Regions from separate parts of the Mus musculus genome. Here all the other regions are linked to region 2. A link is a contact called in public targeted proximity ligation data. All regions are on one chromosome and are shown on one strand. The core of a region is the stretch at or near the end of the contact, and the rest is flanking DNA. Distances in the headings are between cores, read along the strand shown. Region 1 has its middle 25 kb from the start of Mtss1. Region 2 holds the start of Washc5 (WASH complex subunit 5). Region 3 has its middle 72 kb from the start of Trib1.

Region 1 (4,399 bases), core at 102-2,601, 270 kb before region 2:
GAGCAAAGGATTTATTTGGCTTCCATGTTCCAGGTCCCAGTTCATCACTGATGGAAATCACAGCTGGAATTCACAGGGCAGGAACCTGGAGACAGGAACTGAGGCAGAGACTAAATGCTTACCGGCCTGCTCACAGTGGCTTTAATCTGATTTGAAAGAAAACAAAAACAAAAACAAAAACAAAAACCCAGGGTTACCCACTTGGGTTGGAACTGCCCACAGCAGATTGGGCCCTCTCTTATTCATCATCAGTGAAGAAAATGTCCCCACCGGCTTTGCCGATCTGGTGGAGAATTTTTCTCAACTGAAGTTTCCTTTCCCTAGATGGACCAGGAATTGTGTCAAGTTGATAAAAACAACAACAACCACAAGAGTTAATCAGGACACCCCAGAGAAGGAACCATCAGTTGATGTCTTTCTTTCTTTCTTTCTTTCTTTCTTTCTTTCTTTCTTTCTTTCTTTCTTTCTTTCTTTCTTTCTTTCTTTCTCTCTCTCTCTCTCTCTCTCTCTCTCTCTCTCTCTTCTTCTTCTTATTATTATTATTATTATTATTGTTGTTGTTATTATTTTACTTAGAAGGATGGTGAGTGACTTAAAAGCAGATCCACTGAAGCTCACAAAGGTGATTCAATGAGTCCTTGAATCCCAAGGACTCGTTGCATAACTTTGGCAAGCTTGAGTCCCAAGATCACATAGAGTTGAGCGGGAGCAGGAAAGATAGAGCGACTGAAATCTTAGGTGGGAAACAGGGCCCTTTCCCCTACTCCTTCTAAAGGGAGTGTTAACGGTCCTGATGTTGTGTGGGTTTCGCACATGGAATCACAGCCTCTCCATTTTCAAGATTACAAGCGTGTTAGCCCAGACAACAGTGTTCTACAACAGTGGCCCAGAGCGTGGTTACAGAAAGTTATTACTGGTTTATTATGTTCGTTGGAGAAACAACACTCCATGAATCCAGGTGACTTGGCCAATGGCATGCAACTAAGTGACATTCTTCAATTCCAAGTTTATTAGCCAGAGCTAAGCCTCTCAGTCTATTTCCCTCCAGGCTGAAAACGCAAGCAGACCAATGGCCAAAGCATTAGGGACTCCCTGCATTTCTTCATCTACTTCCTCTGAGGCTCTTGCTTATGGAATTCTCTCTGTTGCTGCCTCTTGGTGCCCAGTCACTAAAACCACTTTCAAATGACAATGTGGCACCCACCCTGGGAAGATGGAGTCTCTGTGACAGAAGACCTTGATGAGAGGGGATCCCCTGAGTCAGGAAGAGCAGACAATGGACGTGCTACAAGGAAGAAAGGGGACAGGCGACATGAGTCATCTTGCGTGCTTAACCACAAAGTGCCCGAGGAGGCCTCTGTGGTGTTTGTTTCCATGGCTCCCCACCCACCGGCAGTGTTCATTTCCTCAGGGGTAGTGTACACTCTAGGCATTCTTCTCAAACATTTGCCGAGTGTTTCCATGGCTGATGGACCGTTATGATGAGGCTCATCCACATAGAATAATGTAAACACACTCCCTGGGCAAGGACAAAATTTCACTTTTTTCTTACATCAAAGTCTATGGGTGGCCCTGTGGCAGACTCCTGTCGGGTCCATGGTGTAGCCAGGAATCTGGTTCCTGTGTTACCTTCTAGCCTATGTCTTGTTTCCCTGAAGTTCCCTTGTGGTTCAGGATGCCTACCAAAGGTTTGAATGAGAAATGTCCCCCCAAAAATCACAAATCTGAACACTTGGGTCTCCCATTGGTGGTGCTGTTTGGGAGAGGTTATAACATGTTTAGGACGTGGGTTCTTCACTGGGGGTGAAGTTGAGGTGTTGACAGTTGCAGTTGGCTGCAAAATAAGAGTCTGTTTCAAGCACACACACACACACACACACACAGACACACAGACACACACACACACACACACACACACACACACAGAGAGCAAAAAGTCAGGGTATTATGTGTTCATCCCACTAAATGTCACAGTCACCCATAAGTCTCCCTCAAAGATGGGCCCTCTGCTCTCTCCTAAACCCTGCTCTAATGAGGGGGTGGAGGGTACTGTCTCATGAGGCACCAGTGAGCTATCTGCTTCTGTCAGCAGCACCCGTATTCCTGAGGCCTTCAGCCCACGGAACCAGGATATGCAGTGGGTGGAGTGGAGTAGCAGGGCATGGAGGTCTAATCTCAAGCTTCATAATCAACAGATGACAGCAGGGGCTTTGGATGGACATTCCTGCCCACCCCTTCCTGTCTCACAGAATCCAGGTCGAATTGCATATCTTTGGCAAGCTTCATTTGTGCCCCTTAAAAAAAAAATGAGAAGAACATCAGCAGCCTGGCTAGGGGTTCTGGATCGCATCACCATTGTAGGCTGAGTGTCTATTTGCTGGGGACAGGGCCCTCCCTGTGCAGCACAGGGTGTTCAGCCTCTAAGGTGTCTACCTTGTAGCACCCACAGGTTTTGACAGCCTGAACTATCTCCAGACATTTTTTACATGTCCCTAGGTGAACTGAACCAATGAGCTAGTTAGTGGTAAGGACAAGGTGTGCGAGTTACATGATTGTTTAGTAGATGTAATAACTATTGTCCCACTCTTATTTATACTGTGAAAGCATCTATTCAAAGAAAGTGTAGCCTCCTTGAAGAGGAACAAGACCCTACAGGAACTATTTCTGACTCTAGTCTGGCAAAGGCAGCAAGGGAATTCTTTGTCACTATAAACAAGGTCTTCTGTGAACCCCACCTGTTGTGAAGGGTCGCAATGCTAGGAATGTCGGTTGGGACATTCTTAAGCAAGTTGTGTGTGTGTGTGTGGGGGGGAACATCTGTTGTTAGCTGCCCACTTCCTGTGACCTGATTTAGCTCTAGAAGGATTGCCTACCTTACTGCCAACCATGTGTTTTGCCTAACGCTGACCTCTGTGTTGGTGCTGGTGGTTAATCGCAAGAGTAAGATCCAATCACCTGGGGGAAGTCCTCCTGTCTGGTGACAGTGGCTAGTCAGGGAATGGCAACAGAGTATGAGCCAAAGCCTGCCTAGAAAACCCAAGGGTGTTTTCTCTGGTTAATGTAATAATGGAGTTGTTTGTCCCTCCAGACTTGAATGTGAGAAGTCATGAGATCTGGGCTGAGAGGTCAGATCTGAGACTAAGGCCCACATGTGATGGACCACAGAACTGAGCTGAGATAGAAACAGGATTTCTGATGGTTTCTCTGACCTTCAGCTATGGCTATGAAGCTCAACCTAGTTTCTGATAAATACCATTGTGTGCTTACACAGGGTGGGGAATGGGCTAGATTTTCTATTTTATGAAACCAGAGGATCTCACCCCAACCCCAAAAGCAAACTGTTCAGCTAGGTACAATGGAGCATGTCTGTAATCCCAACCCCGGGGAGGCAGAAACAGGAAGACCAAGAATCTGTAGCCATACCCAGCTCCACAGCTAACTTCCAGACCAACCAGGTCTACAGGAAACCCTGTCTCAAACAGATGCTCTACCATGTCTAGTTTTCTGTGGGTTGTGGGGACCAAACTCTGGTCCTCAGGTTGCAAAGCAAGTGCCTTACTCACTGAGCCGTCTCCTCAGCTTTCTTCATGTGCTTTCAGAAATAGATTTTGGAAACTGGTGGGATGAGTTGGTGTGTACTGCTCACAGCTTTACAGCCCGAGCCAGATCCTCAGGACCCACGTGGTTGAAAGAAACACCCAACTCCTCCAAGTTGTCCTCTGACCTGTGTTTGTACAAGGAGACGTGCAACTCCTACCCCTACTAAATAAACACTAAAAATGTTTTTAAAAAAACTAGGGGCTGGAGAGATGGTTCATCAGTCAGGAGTGCTGCTGCTCTTGCAGAGGAATCAGGATTCATTCCTATCATCCACATAGCGGCCCACAAAATCATCTGTAACCCTAGTTCCAGGGTATCTGAAGCCTCCAAGGCACTGCACACGTGTGGTGCATACATGAAGGCAAAACAAGCCATACATACAAAATTTTATATATATATATATATATATATAATATGATATTTGCATATATAAATATATAATTATATATAAATGTGTAGTTATATAATATATAAAAAATATATTTTCTATATTATATGTAATAACATATAATAACATACAATAACACATATTCTTACATATGTAATTTAACTTCTATAATATTATATTTTCATATAATAACATCTAATAACATTCTTATTCACATATAATATATAACATAACATAATTTTTATTATATAATATTATATGATATATATGGCATATTATTTATGTAATGATATAATAGTATGTATATTATATAGTATCTATAGACTTTAAAAATGAACTTTGGGTCATGAGATACTTTAGGCAACAGAGAACCCATTCCTAGATGGCTAAGGAGATAAAAGGAAGTCAGCA
Region 2 (4,527 bases), core at 1,084-3,583:
TGGAAGTCAGATTTGAAACAAGAAGGTGGACAGGAGGATTGAGTTCAGAAATGTTCACAGGATCTTGAAAGTAGACGAAGAAAGCAACAGCCTAACCAAACGATGGGCAAGGAAATGGGGCGAGTCACAAACTGTACCCACTTAGCTACATCGTCATCCATCGCCTTCTAGGAAGCCAGCTTCGTTTTCAGCATCAGGAGCACTCACATTTGTACGTCCCTTTGTGTTGCTATCAACAGTTAGGGAGATGATGAATAAAATAGAATACTTCTGGGGTTTCTGAGTGATGAACCTTATTAAAGTTTTATCAATGGCCACAGAACAACACCAGGATAACCAGGAGGAGTCCCAGTGAGGATCCAACACTGATGGTGTCACAGAGGCCAGAGACCAATGACTCACTGTGATGAACATTTGCAAGTGAAAATGTGTGGAGAGAGGGATATACTGTGAGACACACTACAGCTTCCACAATGAGATGTTTCTCTATGCTGTGTGTGTGTTTTGGAGGAGGGGCTGTAAGAGCAAAAGGTGAGAGGATGAGGAGATAAGTGGGACTGGGATGCATGATGTGATTTGTGATGATTCACAAATAATAAAACGTTTTGAAAAATGACAACCTCTACTTTCATATTAGCCTTCTAACACTCAACTGATAAATAATTTAATAGTGTGGCCTTAGCTGCAGACCAAGCACTGTTTTAGGATCTGAAGATACAGTAGTGCAGAACCCTGAGCTCCAGTTATCATGATGTCTATACACTACTGAGAGCAGGAGACATAAGTTAGCCAACACATACAAAGAGCACTTGCAAACACCAGTACTCTAACTCTGGGTTGAACTGAATTGTTAATGGCACGGAACAGAACCACAGATCTTAATTCCCTTCTTAATATTACTTTATAGGTTACAAAGTATGGCAGCTTTAGTTTTAGGATCTTGGCATGTAACTTTTTTTTTTTTTTTTTTTTTTTAAATAGGAAGAACCCCTTGTCAAAGGAACGTGTTTTCAAGAATGGCATCTGTTACCCAGTAAGTACAGAACAAAATATCTTTAGAAAATTAAAGTGTAGAGGACAAAAGCAGATGGATTTTTTCTTCTTTTCACAAAACCTCAGATCCCTAAAGAAAGCAGTCTCAAATCCATAACAGAGGCTGTCCCAGAAAAGTTCTGGAATAAGCTGGATCACCCCAATGTGACTCATGAATTTTTAAAATTATATTTATTTTGTGTCCATTGGTGTTTTGCCTGCATGGATGTCTGAGGGTGTTGGATCCCCTGGATCTGGAGTTATAGATAGTTGAGAGTCACCACATGGGTACTTAGAATTGAACCCGGGGCCTCAGGAAAAACAAACAGTCTTAGCCACTGGGCCCATCTCTCAAGTCCTGATTCATTAATTCTTAACATCTAAGACAACTTTCCTTCCTGACCTTTTAATACATGTTGTGGTGACCCCAACCATAAAATCATTTTCATTGATACTTAGTAACTATAATTTTGCTACTGTTAAGAATCATAATGTAAACGTTTATGGAAACAGGTTTGCTAAAGGGGTCATGAAACCCACAAGTGAGAACAGCAGACCTAAGGAAAGAGTCCCTGGCTGTGGTTAGAGATAATAAAACTCCTTCACTATCCCTCATCTATATAGAAATCAAGAGTCCAACTTTTCTTTTCTTTTTTTATGAGTCCAACTTTTAAATTTCCTATCATAGAAGAATCAGGACCCAGTAGAACTACCTGCCCCCAATACAAGGACTACAGCACCATGTCTCAGGTGAGGGAGACTAGGGTATAGAGGAACGACTTGCACAAACTCACAGTGAGCGACAGGACTTTTATTCCCCCCCCCACCCCCCCCCCCACCCCCCCGCGCGCTCTCGCCCATCATCACTCCAGTGACTACTTGATTTTCTGGAGAGTAAGTGCAAGATCAGCCACATTAGCAAGGCACCGCTCCGAGAAACTTGCAAGCTCAGCTATGGGCCAAGTAGCTGAGCATCACCCCAAAAGCTTCAAAGAAGCATGCAAGAGCGATTTCCATGAAGGCGTGGGTGAACATCAGGCGTGCAACCCCAACCCTGCAAGCCCTAGGTTTTCCCGTTGGCTCCGGGGACAGTACCGGACGTGGCCCACGGGGGAAGGAATGGACCTCGAACCCGCAGGCCCGCCTCCGACTCACCTGTCAGCCGTCCGACGCTGGCCGCGTGGACTGGGCGCCCCGGTCCCCGTCTCCCACCCCAGGGATCCCCCTAGAGTCCCGGGCCGCAGAGCGTCAGCTGCCGGGACCCGGGTTTCTGTCCTGGAGTCCCTAGCCCGTCACGTGACCAAGGGGCGGCGGCCCGGGCCCGGGCATCATGTGATCGCTCGCGGGCGCCAAGTGATGACGCAGAGCGCGCGCGGGTCGTTTCAGCCACAGAAGTGGGCTGAGGAAAGGAGTCGGGGTCTGGGCGTGCGACGTTCGGCTAGATATCACCGAGCTAGGTGGGACAGCCAGGTAAGATCCAGGAGGAACCGTGATAGGGGTCTAGCCGGCGTTGTCGCCTCCCTCTGTGCTCTGGGGACCTGGGCCTGAGCCTCTTCACCCGCAGCAACTAGACGGAGGCGGGTTATGCTCACATATGATCACAGGTTATGTGATCAAAACAAAACAAACTGTTTAGAACTGACTTTTGAAACTGAGGCATGAACAGGTAGCTCAGATGGACTCAAGGCCACAGGTGCCATTTCACTTCTGCAGGTGAAGGGATGTGGTAGCCTCGGTGTGAAAAAAGAGGGGGGAAGCGGGGCGGGAGGCAACCTTCTTGGGCACGGGCATGTTGGTGGTGACCCGGAAATGGTAGTAGTTTTTATTATTACTTTGGTAACTTAACGGATTTAGTCCTGCTCATTTCATTTTTGTGAGGCGACGTTTTATATCTTCTAATGCATGTTCCAGTTTAAGGAGATCCCAGCATGAAGGAATGGTAGAAGTCGGCAATTAGCCGTATTAAGTTATATAGTAGAGATGTGTGTTAGGAACTGAGAAGGCGTGTGGAAGAGGAGGAGCCGTGGGCGAGGGAAGGTTTCAGAGAGAAGGGTGTATGCATGCTGAAAACGGAGACACTTCAACTCTTGTCGTATGAGATCACCTTGGATTTAAAGGCGGTCGAACTTTTGGTTTGCTCTATGCCTACTGTAATGCTGTGCAGAAACGTGTTTTCCTATTTAAAACTGGCTTAACTTGACAGCAACTCTTTCATGAATATAAGGGAAGCAAAATAGTGTGCTGAGCCCAATAACTTGGTGAGACTTCAGGAAGTGCTTAACTTTGTTGTAGATTGTCTTGGAGGCTATAGGTACTGGTAACAAAAAGATCGGTGTTATTGGAAAGAGGATCCAAGAAGGGGTTGGTGTAAATCAGTGTTTCTTAACTAATGTGATGATTACGCTTTGTCTTCAGATGATTCCTTGTGGTGAGAGACTGTACTGTACTTGCTAGAATTCTATCAATTCCATAGATGCTGGTCTGTGACACCCCCCAACCCCCCTCCAGTGCCACAGTCAAAAATGCCCCCACGTGATGTTAGAAGTTCCCTGGGGGAGGTGTTAAACCTCCAAACCCTAGGTTAAACCAATCCCCAAGGAATAGTGTTAGAATGTTCAGATGTCAATAAATGAAATACTATATCTATGTAGTTTCAAAAGCATCAGAAACTGATGTCGTAGAGGCTGAGAATTCCCGAGGCCAACTTACCATCAGATTCAGTGTCTGGTGAAGGCATGCTTTCTGGCTTGTAAATGGCATGCACTTGCTGTTTTCTTGGGTGGTAGAAAAGCAAGAGAGCCCTTGGAGCACCCGTTATAAGGGACTAATAATGTTCTGGAGGGTGTAGCTAGTCACCTCGCCAAAGGCCTTATCTTCTAAAACCACCAGTTTGGACATTAGGATTTCAGTATGTAAAGTGGGGATGGGGACCCAAACATTTAGACCTTAGCAGACAGATGAGACTGGAGGAGGCGGGGAAGTGAAGAGTATGTGTTGGGGAAGGTATGGGGAGGACTAGCAGTTGTGGATTGGGGCTCTAGACAGCTCTTGGAAGAGATGGAAAGAGCTAAGAGCCCAAAGGAGTGCAAACGGAAATATTGTTCCCTGATGTCTTAGTCGTGGTTTCTATTCCTGCACAAACATCATGACCAAGAAACAAGTTGGGGAGGTTTATTTGGCTTACACTTCCATACTGCTGTTCATCACCAAGGAAGTCAGGACTGGAACTCAAGCAGGTCAGGAAGCAGGAGCTGATGCAGAGGCCATGGAGGGATGTTCCTTACTGGCTGGCTTCCCCTGGCTTTCTCACCCTGCTCTCTTATAGAACCAAGACTTCCAGCCCAGAGATGGTCCCACCCACAAGAGGCCTTTCCCCCTTGATCACTAATTGAGAAAATGCCTTACTGTTGGATCCCATGGAGGCATTTCCTCAACTGAAGCTCCTTTCTTTGTGATAACTCCAGCTGTGTCAAGTTGACAAAAAACTAGCCAGTA
Region 3 (4,854 bases), core at 2,256-4,755, 350 kb after region 2:
GCTTTCCTAATGAAGTTTCGGTTGCTTAGTTTAAGGCTATAGTTGGTGTTTAGTCAGAACCTTCCCATTTCCCACACCCATCCAAATTCCTTGTTCTAATTTCCTTTCTCTTGTGTTTAAATACTATGACAAAAAGCTACTTAGAAAATGACTTATTTCTGCTTCTAATTCTAGGTTTACCGTCCATCTTTGTGGTGACGTCAAGGCCAGAACTTCCAACTGCAGGCTTTTCAGCTCCCTGGAAGCCTGGGAGGTTCAGTGTGCACAGGTATAGGGTCCTCCCACTCAAAAATCTCACAGTCTTACAGTGGACCAGAGATCTCTCTCAGAAGACCTGCGGAGGCTGGGTGGGTGGCAGCACACAGATGGAGCTCAGGTCCAGTATAGAGAAGGCAGATATGGCCTCTGCTTTGGGGATCCACTGGAAGTAGCATCTTTATTGTTATCTAAGGGAAGGACAAGGTTTCCTGAAGGTGAGAAGCCAGAATGAGTCAGAACCAGGGAATGAAGGGGCTGGGTTTGCATCAAAGACTCGAGCAAGATGTCAGTTTGGTCATGAGTTACAAAGAACCCTAGTTCTGTGCAGGAAGGCTTTTGAAGACCTGATGCTTCCAGCTTGGTCAGTATGGGCACTTAGCAATCATTTCAATCATGCAAATCATTTCTCTCTTATCTGCCACGTTACCTACCATGGTGTCATGCTGGGGCCATGTCCTCTTAGGAAGGAAGACAGGACTGCTGCTGCTGAGCAGAGTCATCTGTAGGTGTGACCTGTGTAGTAGATGACAAGGGATTGCCTTCCACAGCAAAGAAACCTCCGAAGGTCTCTTCCCTGCATGTTCTCAGGGCCAGTGTCTGGTTTCCTGTCCACTGCTGAAGAGAGTGGATCAGAAAAGTCCTATGTTTGGAGAACCACAGATTACAGATGGAACTAGGCCTCTTCAGGGGACTGAGGCATGTACTTGCTACCATCAATCAAAAGCATGTATCATAGCAGACGAGGAATGTCTGGGACTCATGGGAGGGTGGGATCATACATCAATATAGTGTATGTTAATTCTGAGGGGCTTAGGGAGCCAAGGAAGATTTGGAGGAAGAGTGTAACCCAAGCAGTATGGGGCTTTAGAACAGTTTCTTCAGGATCAGTGTGGAGAGGAAAGGCCAGTTTGAGGAGGCTGAGAAACAACGGCAGTTCTGCAAGTAAGAGGTTGGTGTGTGATGAGAAAAGAGAGGGCTGAGGTGAGGGAGTGAAAGGGGTGGGAGGCAAGTTCTGATTCCCTGGTTCCCCACATCTGACTCACCCTGAGCTCAGTTAGCTCTCATGGGTCCACTCTCCATTTTCACAGCCGACTTCCTCCTCTGTGTCCTGGTCTCTCATCGGGCTCACGGTGCTGGCATCTACACCTCCCATTCTGACAGCTCCCACAAGGCTCCTCAGTGGTCCAGGGTGTGTGTGTGTGTGTGTGTGTGTGTGTGTGTGTGTGTGTGTGTGTGTGTGAGAGAGAGAGAGAGAGAGAGAGAGAGAGAGAGAGAGAGAGAGAGAGAATATCCTGGGATGTTTTGTTTCAGACTGGCCTCCCCTCTGTGCATGGTTGTGCATTCAGGAGCCTTTGCCATCCCCCTCACTAGATGTCAACAGCAGTCTGACCCCCACACTGTGTTTGCGGGCATGGAGGCATGTTCCCTAGTGTAGCCTCCCTCAGCCCTGAAGCAGGCTGATCCAGACTTTGACCTTGCTGCCACTGAGAAGGAAATTACCTAAGGTGGAGCCTTCTGACCTAGATGGCTCTTTTGTTCTGCCGCTGACCACTGCTCTCCCCAAGACACTGCTACCTGCTGAGAAGCCCCTGAGACATTCTGGAGGAACATGCTATTCTACACATCACCTACAGGCTGGCTCCAGACACCAAGAATGGACTAGCGGGGCATGGGCCTCCCCCTTTTATAAGTAGACTCTCTTAGTAAACTGGCGGGCCTTAAACAGAATCATGTCTTGGTCTCCATTAATCTCTCTTGGTCTAAGTCTCTTTCAGCCCCAGCCTGCCTCCCTGGTGTACCCGGTTCAAGTAGGCCGCAGGCCGGCACACAACACCCTGGGAGCCAAATCAGGAGCCTGCTGCCAACCCTTCTCCTCAGAGCTGCCTCATGCTCTTGAAATGGGAAGTCCGCTAAAGCTCCCATCTGCTGCCCATGGTAAACATCTCTAGAGGTCCCCTTCATGTCCCTTCTGCTACTGGCTTCTCCAGAGCCTCTGATTGTCTATCAGCTTCCTCCCCTACCACACCCAACATCCATTTTGGATGTTTCTCTCATCTTTGTAGGCTCTTAACATCTTTAATCTGGAGCTGAGTTCATCAGAGTGATGGGGAACCTAAAATTGTCTCTTAGAGCCACATAGCGGGAGCACTGACTTCCACTCCTGGCTTGCCTGGGCCTCATTTTCAGTGTTGATTGTCAGCAGGGTGTCTCTGGGGGCAATTTACCTCACCTCTCAACCTTATTTTTAAACCATACATAAAAGGAGTGTACTCTCAAGCTCATTTTAAACAGTGACAGTGTTTTTTAAAGTGTGAGCCATTGATTGGCAGGGCTGCAGTTGGCTTCATAATGATGCTGACAGTTCTTGTCCTGCAGGTAAGTAACAGCAGAAGCTGTGTCTAGCACATGACTCTCACTTGGGGGTATCTTCTGTGCCTGCCCTGCCCTCAGACTCTTTCAGAAATCTGTGTGCATTAGTGTTGGTACCAGGGGGCTGGAAGGAGACTGTAATAGTCTCTTCCTCCTGATGGGAAGGTCTATTCTAGACATCTTGTTACACGGATCCACAGGACCTATTCCTTCCTTCCGTGTAGTTAGAGACACAAGGTAGGAGCGGTTAGAGTTTTTCACAATGACAGGTTCCTGAAAGTCACCCCAAGCTCTGGGCTGGGGATAACTGGGTACAGGCTGGGGGTGGGGTGGGGTAAACACAGAAAGAGGAAGGAACTCTTAGAAAGCAAAGAGCTGGAAGGTAAGGCCAATGATCTGACAGCCGGCCCAGAAAGCAGGGCCTTGGAGGGATTGCAGGGACCTTCAGTGCTCCTACTATCCTGAAGGCTGAGGCTGCGCAGCCTCCCGTGGGTGGGGTGGGGTGTGGTCTGTCAATCTTGTTGTGACAGGGCCTGGACCTCCTTATTGTATCCCTGCTGACTGTCTCGGCACTGACTTCAGTCCTCCTTGTCTGAAGCTGCTCTGTCACTCAGTGCCCTCTTGGCTGCCAGGCCCTATTGCTGGCTGCTTTTTGGCTTAGCTTAGAAGAAAAATGAGGAAGGAAGCAGAGGGCTTCTCTTACAGAGACTGTTGCCCTAGAAGCCATGCTCTGCACTGTATCTCAGAATAAGCTACATGCCATGGCTCCCGCATCTCCCTATGGCCACAGAACAGCACCATTTCCTGGCTGTAAAGCATCCTTCCCCTCCGGCTCTCTGCCGAAACTGCAATGCTTGGTTCTGCTTCCTGGGAGCCCAATTGGGGAAACTGAGATCAAGCCAGAGCTTATGCTGAGGACTTCCTCTTCCACTTGGTTGGCTGGGGCAATAAGTGGCCAAGCCTGGGACACTGACCACAGACACATGCAGGTCCTTGACTCAACTGAAATGGACACTTTTACTAGTTTGTCATAGATAGAACTTAATCAGGATGGATGACAGCCACACACTCCTTCTCAGGTGGCCCTAGCAGTCAACAATTATCTGTGCCTTTTCTTCTTACAAGACCCTAGCTCTGCTCGTGCCCTGATTTAGTATCTGCCGATGAGCTCTATAGCTTTTATTCTCTCCACTGAGCCTCAGTTGCTGAATCTGCCCAGTGGAGGCAGAATTTTAACATTTGCTTTTCATGGTTGGCAGTCAATCACGAGGTCCTGCTATAGGTGAACATGTGATTTGCCTGGGTAGTCTTTGTGGTTGCTGTTTTCAAGTAATATCAATGCCTCCATTTGTCTCCCAGAAATGTCCTGGTTCAGACAGTGCATCCCACAGTTGCAATGTGTTGGCTTTGGTGGTAAAGTCCCCTTCCCTTGGCCCATTGCTGCCCTGTGCAGAAACAGCAACAATGGGTTTGCTCTGAATTTTCTCTAGACTCTACCACCAACCACAGTGTAGCCTTGGTAAGGTACTTCCTTGAGCTTTTGTTTTTCCAACTGCATTATGTGTGGTTAATGTCTTCCATTCTTTGGGAAGTGTGGCCATATGTTGTGCTTGTCTGCTTTCCCAGGTTTGACCTCAGAAAGCCTTTAGCTAGATGGACAAGTGACTGAAGACACATCTGGTGTGACCGAAGGAGCTAGCACTGTCTCCAATTTACACTCACTGGCTTTCATGACTCCAGGCTCCTGAATCAAGGACCAGCATGTATCTGTGGTCAGTGTCCCAGGGCTTGGTCACTTCTTCCCTCAGGCACCTTACCCAAGTGGAAGAGGAAGTTCTCAGCATAAGCTCTGGCTTGATCTCAGTTTCCCCAAACTGTTTCCTGGATCTCACCATAGTGCCTGCATCTTCTGTCCTAAGCTGATTGATTGGGCAAGATAGTCTCAGAACTTGATGCCAACTCTAGCAGATTTCTGGCCTTGGGCACCAGATTGTGTTTAGAAGACTCTAGGTCCTTGGTTTGGATCTTGGCTCGGCCTCTCAGAAACTCTATGGCCTTGGGCAACTCACTTCACTTCTCTGAGCCCACATTTTCTCAGATAAATAATAGAAAAATCTTAGATTATTGGGAGGTATTATGGAGGTGTGTATTTGAGGCATGTGCACAGGCTTGGAGGACCAAGTAAGTACTTAGTAAATATCTGTCTCTCCCTTTCCCCTACCCTCT

Evidence for each region.
Region 1: a targeted proximity ligation map of pancreatic cancer cells shows a contact between it and region 2. A contact is called at or near these places in 3 of 39 promoter capture datasets (the C10 cell line, liver and pre-B cells), 2 of 130 datasets of targeted methods (microglia and pancreatic cancer cells) and 1 of 9 other capture datasets (liver).
Region 3: a contact with region 2 is called in a targeted proximity ligation map of microglia, with 10 times the contacts expected there. A contact is called at or near these places in 4 of 39 promoter capture datasets (the C10 cell line, hippocampal neurons, liver and 1 more), 2 of 484 Hi-C or Micro-C datasets (bone marrow-derived macrophages and muscle stem cells), 15 of 130 datasets of targeted methods (the NIH/3T3 cell line, the SCID.adh cell line, Th17 cells and 9 more) and 3 of 9 other capture datasets (adipose tissue, bone marrow-derived macrophages and liver).

The regions. Positions count from the first base shown.
Region 1 is chr15:59,104,785-59,109,183 of GRCm38.p6, forward strand. No RefSeq gene overlaps it. Among named protein-coding and RNA genes, the nearest start is that of Mtss1, 25 kb to the left of the region's middle.
Region 2 is chr15:59,371,854-59,376,380 of GRCm38.p6, forward strand. Washc5 (WASH complex subunit 5) reads right to left here and starts at 2,334. Exons shown (of 29, transcript NM_153548.3): 1 at 2,188-2,334. It overlaps Nsmce2 (NSE2/MMS21 homolog, SMC5-SMC6 complex SUMO ligase), which reads left to right and starts at 2,345. Exons shown (of 7, transcript NM_026746.3): 1 at 2,345-2,502.
Region 3 is chr15:59,718,251-59,723,104 of GRCm38.p6, forward strand. No RefSeq gene overlaps it. Among named protein-coding and RNA genes, the nearest start is that of Trib1, 72 kb to the left of the region's middle.